Linked DNA regions of Anser cygnoides: all the other regions are linked to region 1. The links are chromatin contacts, called in public Hi-C maps. All regions are on one chromosome and are shown on one strand. Each heading gives the region's core, a stretch centred on a gene start, on an enhancer-like site or on the middle of the called end of the contact. The rest is flanking DNA. Distances are from core to core; before and after follow the strand shown.

The links. A called contact is a pair of places that touch in the nucleus more often than the background predicts.
Region 2: a contact with region 1 is called in a Hi-C map of liver, with 4 times the contacts expected there. The contact joins the promoter of INSIG1 here to the promoter of RBM33 in region 1. A contact is called at or near these places in 2 of 7 Hi-C or Micro-C datasets (both in liver).
Region 3: a Hi-C map of liver shows a contact between it and region 1, with 6 times the contacts expected there. The contact joins the promoter of SHH here to the promoter of RBM33 in region 1. A contact is called at or near these places in 2 of 7 Hi-C or Micro-C datasets (both in liver).

The regions. Positions count from the first base shown.
Region 1 is chr2:9,081,971-9,084,914 of Taihu_goose_T2T_genome, forward strand. RBM33 (RNA binding motif protein 33) reads left to right here and starts at 1,447. Exons shown (of 18, transcript XM_048062264.2): 1 at 1,447-1,679. The coding sequence starts at 1,652.
Region 2 is chr2:8,920,697-8,923,640 of Taihu_goose_T2T_genome, forward strand. It overlaps INSIG1 (insulin induced gene 1), which reads left to right and starts at 1,543. Exons shown (of 6, transcript XM_066991440.1): 1 at 1,543-1,700; 2 at 2,428-2,799. The coding sequence starts at 2,445.
Region 3 is chr2:9,217,578-9,220,521 of Taihu_goose_T2T_genome, forward strand. SHH (sonic hedgehog signaling molecule) reads right to left here and starts at 1,547. Exons shown (of 3, transcript XM_048062464.2): 1 at 974-1,547. The coding sequence starts at 1,282.

The DNA of each region.
Region 1 (2,944 bases), core at 197-2,696:
TATGAAGAATAAATCTCTAGCCGTACAGTTGTGAAGCAAAGCTAAAAAATGAGACCAAATGCAATGCAGAGATGAGTCTGCAGGGAGCCTGGAACAAAGTGACATGAGAACTTCTCTATTCTCATAGCGTGGGTTTAATCAGATAATGTTGATAATTTAAATACTAACATTGTTAATTATTTCCATGAGGACTTAGCCACCTGGGAAAGTTTTGCCGGTTACTTGAACTAGTCTTGTTACATGAGGCTCCATTAAATTGCTTCAGTTCAGATTGGGCTTCTTCACAAGTAGTATAAACTAAGTTTGTTGTGTACTAAGGCTCATTTTTATACTGTGTTTAGCGTGGTGCGTGGGTAATGCTGCAAGTTCTGTTCCCCCATTGGAAAGAAAATGAACAGCTCCTTTTGGTGAGTTAGTTTCCTTTGGGATTAGTGAGTTAGTTTCCTTTGGGATAGGTGAACTGATCTGCCCTGTTAGCACAGGAGCGCTAGGCCTTCAGAAAAGGGGAGCACATGGTTAAGCTAAGAGAAAAACAAGTACTTAATAGAGAGGGTGGTGGAAAAGGATGTTTAACCTGCAATGAAATTGGATGTAGCATGTTACGACATTGAACATGCAAAGTAAAAACATGTACAGAGGTGAGGTGTGAGGGTAGATGCAAGCAGGATCTACACAAATGATCAACTTGTTTAACCAAGCCTAGCTTCCCTATACACTCAAACCCTGGAAGATGGAGGACCATTCATAATGGGAATTATACCTTTTGGGGTTTATTTTAATCCTGTTGCTAATTATTTTTCTTCCTCGCGAAAGAGGCAGCTGAAGACGGGCTGTCATGCAGAACCTACAGCCTACTGAAGCACTGGTGTAACCTAACACGAACAGGGCACTTCAGCGATGCCCCGCACAGCCTGTACAGGCCCTTGTGCCACAGAGGCGTGTGAGGAGCGAGGTGCAGCACCTCTCCTCCCTGCCCTAACCCCACTGCTTGCCCTCTCAGCTCCAAGCACCGCAGCCAGCAGCAGGCTGAGAAGCCAAGGAAGGGGAGGCCGAGCCCAGGCACCTCAGAGGAGTGGCCACAGGGGCAGCAGGGCGGCCTGCAGGGACACCGAGCCGAGCAAGGCAGCGCCCAGCCGCATCCCCTCAGCCCTCCCCACGCTCTGTGGGCCCCCCGCGCCCCGCGGCCGCCATGACAACCGCCCGGCCCCTCCCCCGCACTGCGCATGCGCGCCCCCTCCCCTCCCCGATCTGCCTCTCCCTTCCTCTATACGCCCCCTCCCCTCTGCTCCCCCCTCCCATCTGCACATGCGCACTCCCACCTCCTCCACCCGGCCGGCTGAGCCGAGGGGAGGGAGCGAGGCGCATGCGCACAAGGCCCGGGCTGACCAACCAGCTGCGCCCACCGCCCTCCCCCCTTTCCCCGCGGGGGCGGGGCCGGTCCGCCGCCGTCCCGGCGTGCAGCGCGGCAGCGGCGACAGCGGCGGCGGTCGCCATGTTGTGGTAGTTTGTTGTTCTCCTGCGGCCGGGCCGCGCCGAGGGGCGGCCGCCGGGCGCTGAGGCCGGGCCCTTCCTCGGGGCCTTTCTCCGTCCCAGCGCTCCCGGGGGCGGCTCGGAGGAGGTGTCGGGAGCCGCCGGGGTGAGGCGAGGAGCCATGGCTGCTGCCCTGGGAGGAGGCGCAGGTGGGTGGCGGCGGGCCCGGGCCTCGCCTCGCCTCACGGAGGGGTGAGGGGTGCTGAGGGGTGCGGGGCCCTCGTCTCCTTCCCCCTCATGAACGCTTTTCAGCCGCCTTTTTCGGCTCGGGACCGCCGGGTGGGTGGGTGGGGTGTGTTTTAGGCTCCTGTTTATTTGGAGGTGAGTGGTACCGTGGTTTTACGCTCCCCGTGCGGGTGTCCCGATCGAATAATTGATTTCTGACCTAAGGAGTAACTAAAATTTTATTTCGCAGATGATCCTGAAGCAGAGCGTCTCGGTTGGAACGCGTAAAGCACAATCAGTGCGTGGTCCTAGGGTTCTTGGGTGCGCCACTGCTCTTCCGTTTGGCTCCTACTTGCAGTATTTGAGTGACAGGCGAAAGCCAGGGCTGTTCTGGTTGGTGCGATAGGCAGACTTTAAAATTAAAACACTCGATCGAGTGATTTTAAAGAAAAAAAGGCTTAGATCCCCCGTGTGACCCATCTTCAGGAGAGATGTAGTTCAGAGAACGTATCTATTTCTGGTGCTCTGGGTCCTCCTTTCATAGGACTAACAGGTTAGTTAAACGCTTGTTAGGGTTAACAGTATCTTTCCTTGTCTGTACTAAAGTTTCTGATGATTTTAGTTAGTTTTTCTTGTCAGCAGCTGTTACAGAGAAGAGCGTGGCTGGTCCTCAGGATCACTTGCCAGGGTGGTCAGTCTGCTACCAGTTAAGCAAACAGTGGTGAACAAAGCATGTAAATACAACTGCTGAAGGTAAACGTTGCGAGGAAATTCCCAAATTTCAAAATTGAAAACTTTGGGAAGAAGGCTAGAAAGGACAGCGCTAATTGGTAATATTCTGAGGATGTTGAGCGTTGGCTTAATGGTGTTAATTACATTGTAGTGTTAAAGTTATTTTACAAAAGTATTTGTGCTATTAACTGTGGTTCAGTTACTTTTGATGTGGAAGTAAACTTTGCATATATATGCTATATCTGAAAGTTTTTTGCTAGTGCTATGAGGAAAGGGTATTTTAAAGGAAATGTCACTTTCTAAGCACTTGAATTCTTGTGTTTATAAATGCTGCAAGTTGAGTGAGCATGTTTTCATAGCGGAGGACTTGTGTTAGGCCAGAGGTTGGACTAGGTGATCTCAGAGGTCTGTTCCAACCTAGATGATTCTGTAAATGTGTATGCAGCAGACAGCCTTGAACCAAGGGCTGCGATTGTAGTTCCTAGTTTATTTTTTTGTGATGGAATACTGCTTATGT
Region 2 (2,944 bases), core at 293-2,792, 160 kb before region 1:
AGATTTCTTGAATGAAAGAAATTTTCTATTTATTGACATTTCAACTTACTTGAAGTTAGAGGAAGAAAGACTAAAGTAAACCCATACTGTAAAACAAACTGAATATAGTTATGCATGCTCAAAATTCAAATTAATGGGGATTTCTGAACTAGCTAAAAACATTACCGATCTTCTTCAACATCTTAAAAAACCTGACAGAAGAATCAAGATAACTTTAGCATTTGAGAGTAAAACCAAAACTGCTTCGGTACACTATGGGGATAAAACAGAAATAGAAAGTGAACATCTACAGAGCCACATACAGAGTCGGCATATGTGGCAGTCCAGCAGTAAGGACTAAGAGGTGGAACTGGTCTGATCCCAAGCTGGTCACTATTCAGAGAACAACATTAGTCTCTTCTATGACTTCTAGCAGTGGCACTAACAACTTATACAGCTCAAAGACAGTACGGAACCTAGTCCAAAAGGCATGTTGCTCAGTAGGCTCAGCAATCCTATGGCTCTGTATACCAGTTGGGATAGGTGAAAGATCAAAAGGGATAGCCATACACTAGACGAATTTTTCACTTTATCATACACAAGGGATGTCCTTCTTTTTGTATGATTTATTGACATTTGTTATATTGCACACATCAACGAAACACAACTGGGTTGAACTAGGGCCAAGGGCTACAAAGCTGGTGAAGGGCCTGGAGCACAAGTCCTGTGAGGAGTGGCGGAGGGAGCTGGGGGTGCTTGGTCTGGAGGAGGCTCAGGGGAGACCTCATTGCTCTCTACAGCTACATGAAAGGAAGGTGTGGGGAGCTGGGGGTCGGCCTCTTCTCACAGGTAACTAGTGATAGGACTAGAGGGAAGGGCCTCAAGTTGCACCAGGGGAGGTTCAGGTTGGAAATGAGGAGACATTTCTTCTCAGAAAGAGCAGTCAGGTGTTGGGACGGGTTGCCCAGGGAGGTGGTGGAGTCACCGTCCCTGGGGGTGTTCAAGGAGAGGTTGGACGTGGTGCTTGGGGACATGGTTTAGTGGTGACACTGGTGGTAGGGGGATGGTTGGACCAGGTGATCTTGGAGGGCTTTTCCCACCCTAATGAATCTATGATTCTGTGATTGTGTATTTCATGTATTTTATCATTCTGTTACGATTCTACGATTCTGTGATTATACGATTATTTTGCCCTTCGGCTCCCCTCAGGCGCCTCACCGCCCGCCACCCTCCCGTCGCCGCCTCAGCGCTGAGGTAACGCTCCCCCCCCCCCCCCATGAGGTAACGCCTGACGCGCGCTCCCGCGGCGGGGCGGGGCGGGGCGGCGGGGCCGCGCGCGGGGCGGGTGGTGTGTCCCGCACGTCATATCAGCCGCCCGCCCGCCATTGGCTGCGCCCGCCTCACCCGACGCCGCCGGGCTGAGCGCGCGACTCCCGCGCTCGGCGAGCTCGCGCCGCGGCCCCGCCCACCGCCGCCACCCCCCCTCCCCCTTTAGCCACGCCCCCTCCGCCTTTAGCCACGCCCCCTCCGCCGCGGGGCGGGGCGGCGGCTGCGGCGGGGCCCGGCGCTGCCCCCGGCCGCCGGTAGGTCGGCGGCGCCTGACGTGACCGCGGCGGCCGGCGGTTATAAACCCGAGCGCCGGGAGCGGGACGGCGGTGGGGGGGCGGTCTGTGTCCTCGTCCCGTCCCTCGCGGGCTGAGGCTGGGCGGCGGGGGCCTGAGGTGAGAGAGAGCGGCGGTGGGAAGAGGAGGGACGGGGGGGGGCCGGTCGTGACAGGAATTGGGGGCTCCAGGGGCCGGTCGTGACAGGAATGGGGGGTCGGAGCCTCAGAGCTGTGGGTCCTGACAGGAATGGGAGTCCCCCCGGCCCTGATAGGAGCCCCTCGGGCCAGATCCTGACAGGAATGGGAGGCCCCTGGCCCCAAGGGGAGCCCACCGGGCCAGATCCTGACAGGAACGGGAGCCCACTGTCCCTAACGGTAGCCCGCCGGGCTCAACCCTGGCAGGAATGGGAGCCCCTGTGCCCTGACAGGACCCCCCCGGGCCTGATCCTGACAGGAACGGGAGCCCCTTGGGCCCTGACAGGAGCCCCCGGCCACAACGGGAGCCCACCGGGCCCAATCCTGACAGGAATTGGAGCCCCCGGCCCTAACAGTAGCCCACCAGGCTCAACCCTGACAGGAATGGGAGTCCCGCAGCCCTGATAGGAGCCCCCTGGGCTGTCCCCTCACAGGAATGGGAGCCCACCGGCCCCAATGGGAGCCCCCCCGGGGCCCCATCCTGACAAGAACGGGAGCCCCCATCCCAGTGGAGTGGGGATCTTTGTCCTCCTGCTGCCTCCAGGCCTGGCTCCTTCCCCTCCTGCCGCATCTCCTCACAGCTCGCCCCGTAGCGCGGCGCTCGTCTTCAGGCTTGTTATAACCGGTTGTTTTTCCCGCTCGCGTTGCAGGGCTGCCGGCGAGGCCGATGCCCAGGCTGGAGAGCTGCGCCTGGAGCTGTTCGTGCGCTGCCAGGGGGAGGCACAAAACGCAGCCGGGCGACGCGGCCACCAAGGCGGATGAGATGCTGAGCTCCGGAGGCCCCTCGCAGGCGTCGGTGGGACGCGGGGCGCGGAGCCCCGGCGGCGGTGCGGGCAGCACCCTGAACTGGAGCCGGCACCTGGTGCAGCGGAGCGTGGTCCTCTTCGTGGTGGGCGCTTTCATGGCGCTGGTGCTGAACTTGCTGCAGGTGCAGAGGAACGTGACGCTGTTCCCCGAGGAGGTCATCGCCACGCTCTTCTCCTCCGCCTGGTGGGTGCCCCCGTGCTGCGGGACGGCGGCAGGTGAGCGGCACGCGTCGGGGCTGACTCATTTTTCTGTATATGTCTGGATTTGAATTGTTTGCGGGTTATTTTGGGAGGTGTGTGCGCCTCCCGCCCCCACCGTGGGGAGGGCAGCCAGCGCAGCTCGCCGTGCCCCGACCCCAGC
Region 3 (2,944 bases), core at 297-2,796, 140 kb after region 1:
CCTAGATTGCATGTAGTTTCAGAAACTCCGGGATTGGCAGAGCAATTGACTTCACCGAGCTCTCTGGTGAGCATGAATAATAATTATGAGGTGACTCTTTGAGAGGTTCTCTCTCCCTCTTTCTCTCTCTCTTTTTGCATAAAATGGTTCCGCAATATGATTCCACCCGAGATCCAATATTTACCCAGTTGTAAACCTTGTGCCATCAGATTTTTTAAAACAGAAGGTGATGCAATGCTGATAAGTTGCAAGTCCCTCCCCTATGGAAGTACCAGAGCATTGGCGGCGAGCATCCTTAAAGAAATATCAATATATTTACGCTCTGATGGGCACAATTGCAAATGATGGTATTGCAATACGAGCTATATAATACGGAATCAGGAGAGGAATGGTCGATCCGGCTTCAGCTGCCTTTTGTGAGTGCACGACTGCATGCCTACTAAATTTAGAATATGCTCGCGAGGAGGAAAAAAAAAAAAAAAGAAGAAGAAGAAGAAGGATAAAATGAAATGAAAGAAAAAAAAAAGAAATGAAATCAAATAAAAAGATCAAGTCAGCAGGCGCACCAACCGAGGACTACGCTTGTAATAATGAGTGAGTGGCCTGGCGGTCACTATACACTTGGGGTCCTCTGAGCTGTATGCAATTCGTTTGATCAAAGTGCATCCTTGGGGACAAATGCAAACAGCAATCGCTAAACCAAGTTACAGGGAACGCCATGGCACGGTAATGACTGTAAGTATCACACAGATCCCCCACCAAATATCTAGCCAGCTCCAGCTCCAGCCCCTGCTAACTTGTCCTGGATAGATGGGGTTTACATTCAATGGGGGAAACTAGCCGAGTTTGGAGGGGCGGGGGGAGGAGGGGGAGAGGAAAAGGGGGGGCTTTCAAACATACTAAGACAGATGCGTCCTTTAGGATTGCTCAGAGAGGTTAACAAACACAAATACAGGTATCTCTGTGGCTCTACCTGAGTCATCAGTCTGTCAGCTCCCGTGTTCTCTTCATCCTTAAAAATAATGTCAGGGTTGTAATTTGGGGTTAGTTCTTTAAATCTCTCGGAGTTTCTTGTGATCTTCCCTTCATATCTTCCACTGGCCCCTAGGGTCTTCTCTGCCACATTGGGAATAAACTGCTTATAGGCTAAAGGGGTCAGCTTTTTGGGGTGTCTCCTTTTTCCAATGCCCCTGCCTGGTCCACAAGTCAGCCCAGAGGAGACTAAAAGAGCGCAGATGAAGCCCACCAAGAGAATTCTTGTCAACAGCAGCATTTCGTCCATTGAATCCAATTACTTCAAAGCTCTCTGTGCCTATCCCTGGCTGTCTCTCTAGAGCTCTCTCTCCTCCTATGTCCTTGTCTGCTTTCTGAATCGTATACTATCCACCGATCCCTAGCAAGACAGGTGCTGGAATGGCAGGCTTTAGGTCGCTGATAACGGAACACATCGGAGTTTGGTCGGGAGACAGCAAGCGAGAGACAAAAAGGGTCTGATTTTAATGGTAGCAAAGCAAGACGCTTGTGAGAGGAGTCTGCCTTTAGTTCTATATTATAGCTGCCAGGGCCGAGAGCTGATTGGCCAAGGCGAGACAAGCTTGTCTTCTGATGTTTTAACCCTCAAAAAGGCAACAAATTCTTGAAAGATTTTTTTTTTTTCCTTTTACCTGAAGGGCTTGGAGCTGAAAGGGGTGGAGATTGCGCTTTCTTGGGATAACATCAATTACACGCTGTTTTTTTTTTTTTTCTTCTTAAAAAAAAAAAAAAAACTTTCTTGGCAGAATGGTACATTTGTCAGCAAGGGGAACAGATGCCTCTGTGAAATAAAAAAAAAATAATAAATAAATAAATAAGATTAGCAAGCTGCCTCGGTGCAAGGCAAGTTTCTAAGGGCAGTTGCAGGGAAATAAAATGCCGAATTATCGGGGAACAGTGCAAATAGAAACGTATTGGGGAACTAATAAAGCCCAGGGGAGGCATAATGCCATTTAGGGGTGATCCCACCTAAGTGGCTTTGTAACAGGTTTCTGCCCCCTGCAAAGAGATACTGCTCTCCCTCATAAAGCCACGCATTTTGAAAACACACTCCCCTTTTAGCTGATAAATGGCTACTTTGGGGGAAGAAAAAGGCAAGTTTGATAGGAGACGGCAGCTTTGTGAAGTTGGCGTGTCTGACTTTGTATCCCACAACTGCAAAGTGGAGGGACCCAAGCAACATTTTCTTCAAAGACCAGAGCTACCACCCGCTTTAAAATAAGGTAGTACCTTGGGAAGTGCAGGAAAAGTCAGCTGATTAAAAATAGATGGTCTCCTGAGCACGCTGGGGCTGTATTCTTTGTTTCTTTGCTCGAAGTCGAAGAGGAGCGTTTTAGACTCCTACACCTCCTCGCGGGGTGTCATTAAGTTTTTAAGAAAAGCGTAGTGTTGAAAGCATCCGCAAACACAATTAACAGAGATCGATCCAAACAAAGTGAATGGAAAGGGGAGAAGTTTAATGTTAAATTAATTGTTATCTCATGCAGCGTGGCAAGTGATGTCTTTATCCCGATCTCCAAAAGCTACTAATCAGACAAAGGTGTTGAAAGACGAGCAAAATTGCAGAGATGGGGATGATAGAGCAGGTTAGACAGAAAAGCAGACTCCCATATGAACAAACACTTCTGTTCCTGTAAAGGGCTCATTTGCTTTTGCTCCAAAGGACATACAATTTCTAGAAACTTCAAGTTTTTAAAGAGTTCTTAAAATTACCAAGATGACATGCTGAAGTAATTCAAAGTCCAGTCTCTCAGAAAAAAAAAAAAAAAACTTTATTTCAGGAAAAAAAAATGCAGCTCTTTGGGGCAAGCAATTATATGGGAGTTTTCCGGTCTGTGATATAGAGCTGAGTCGTAATCAACTTAAACCACGTGCAAATGGACTTTAAAATTAGTTTTTAAGAAGTAAAAAA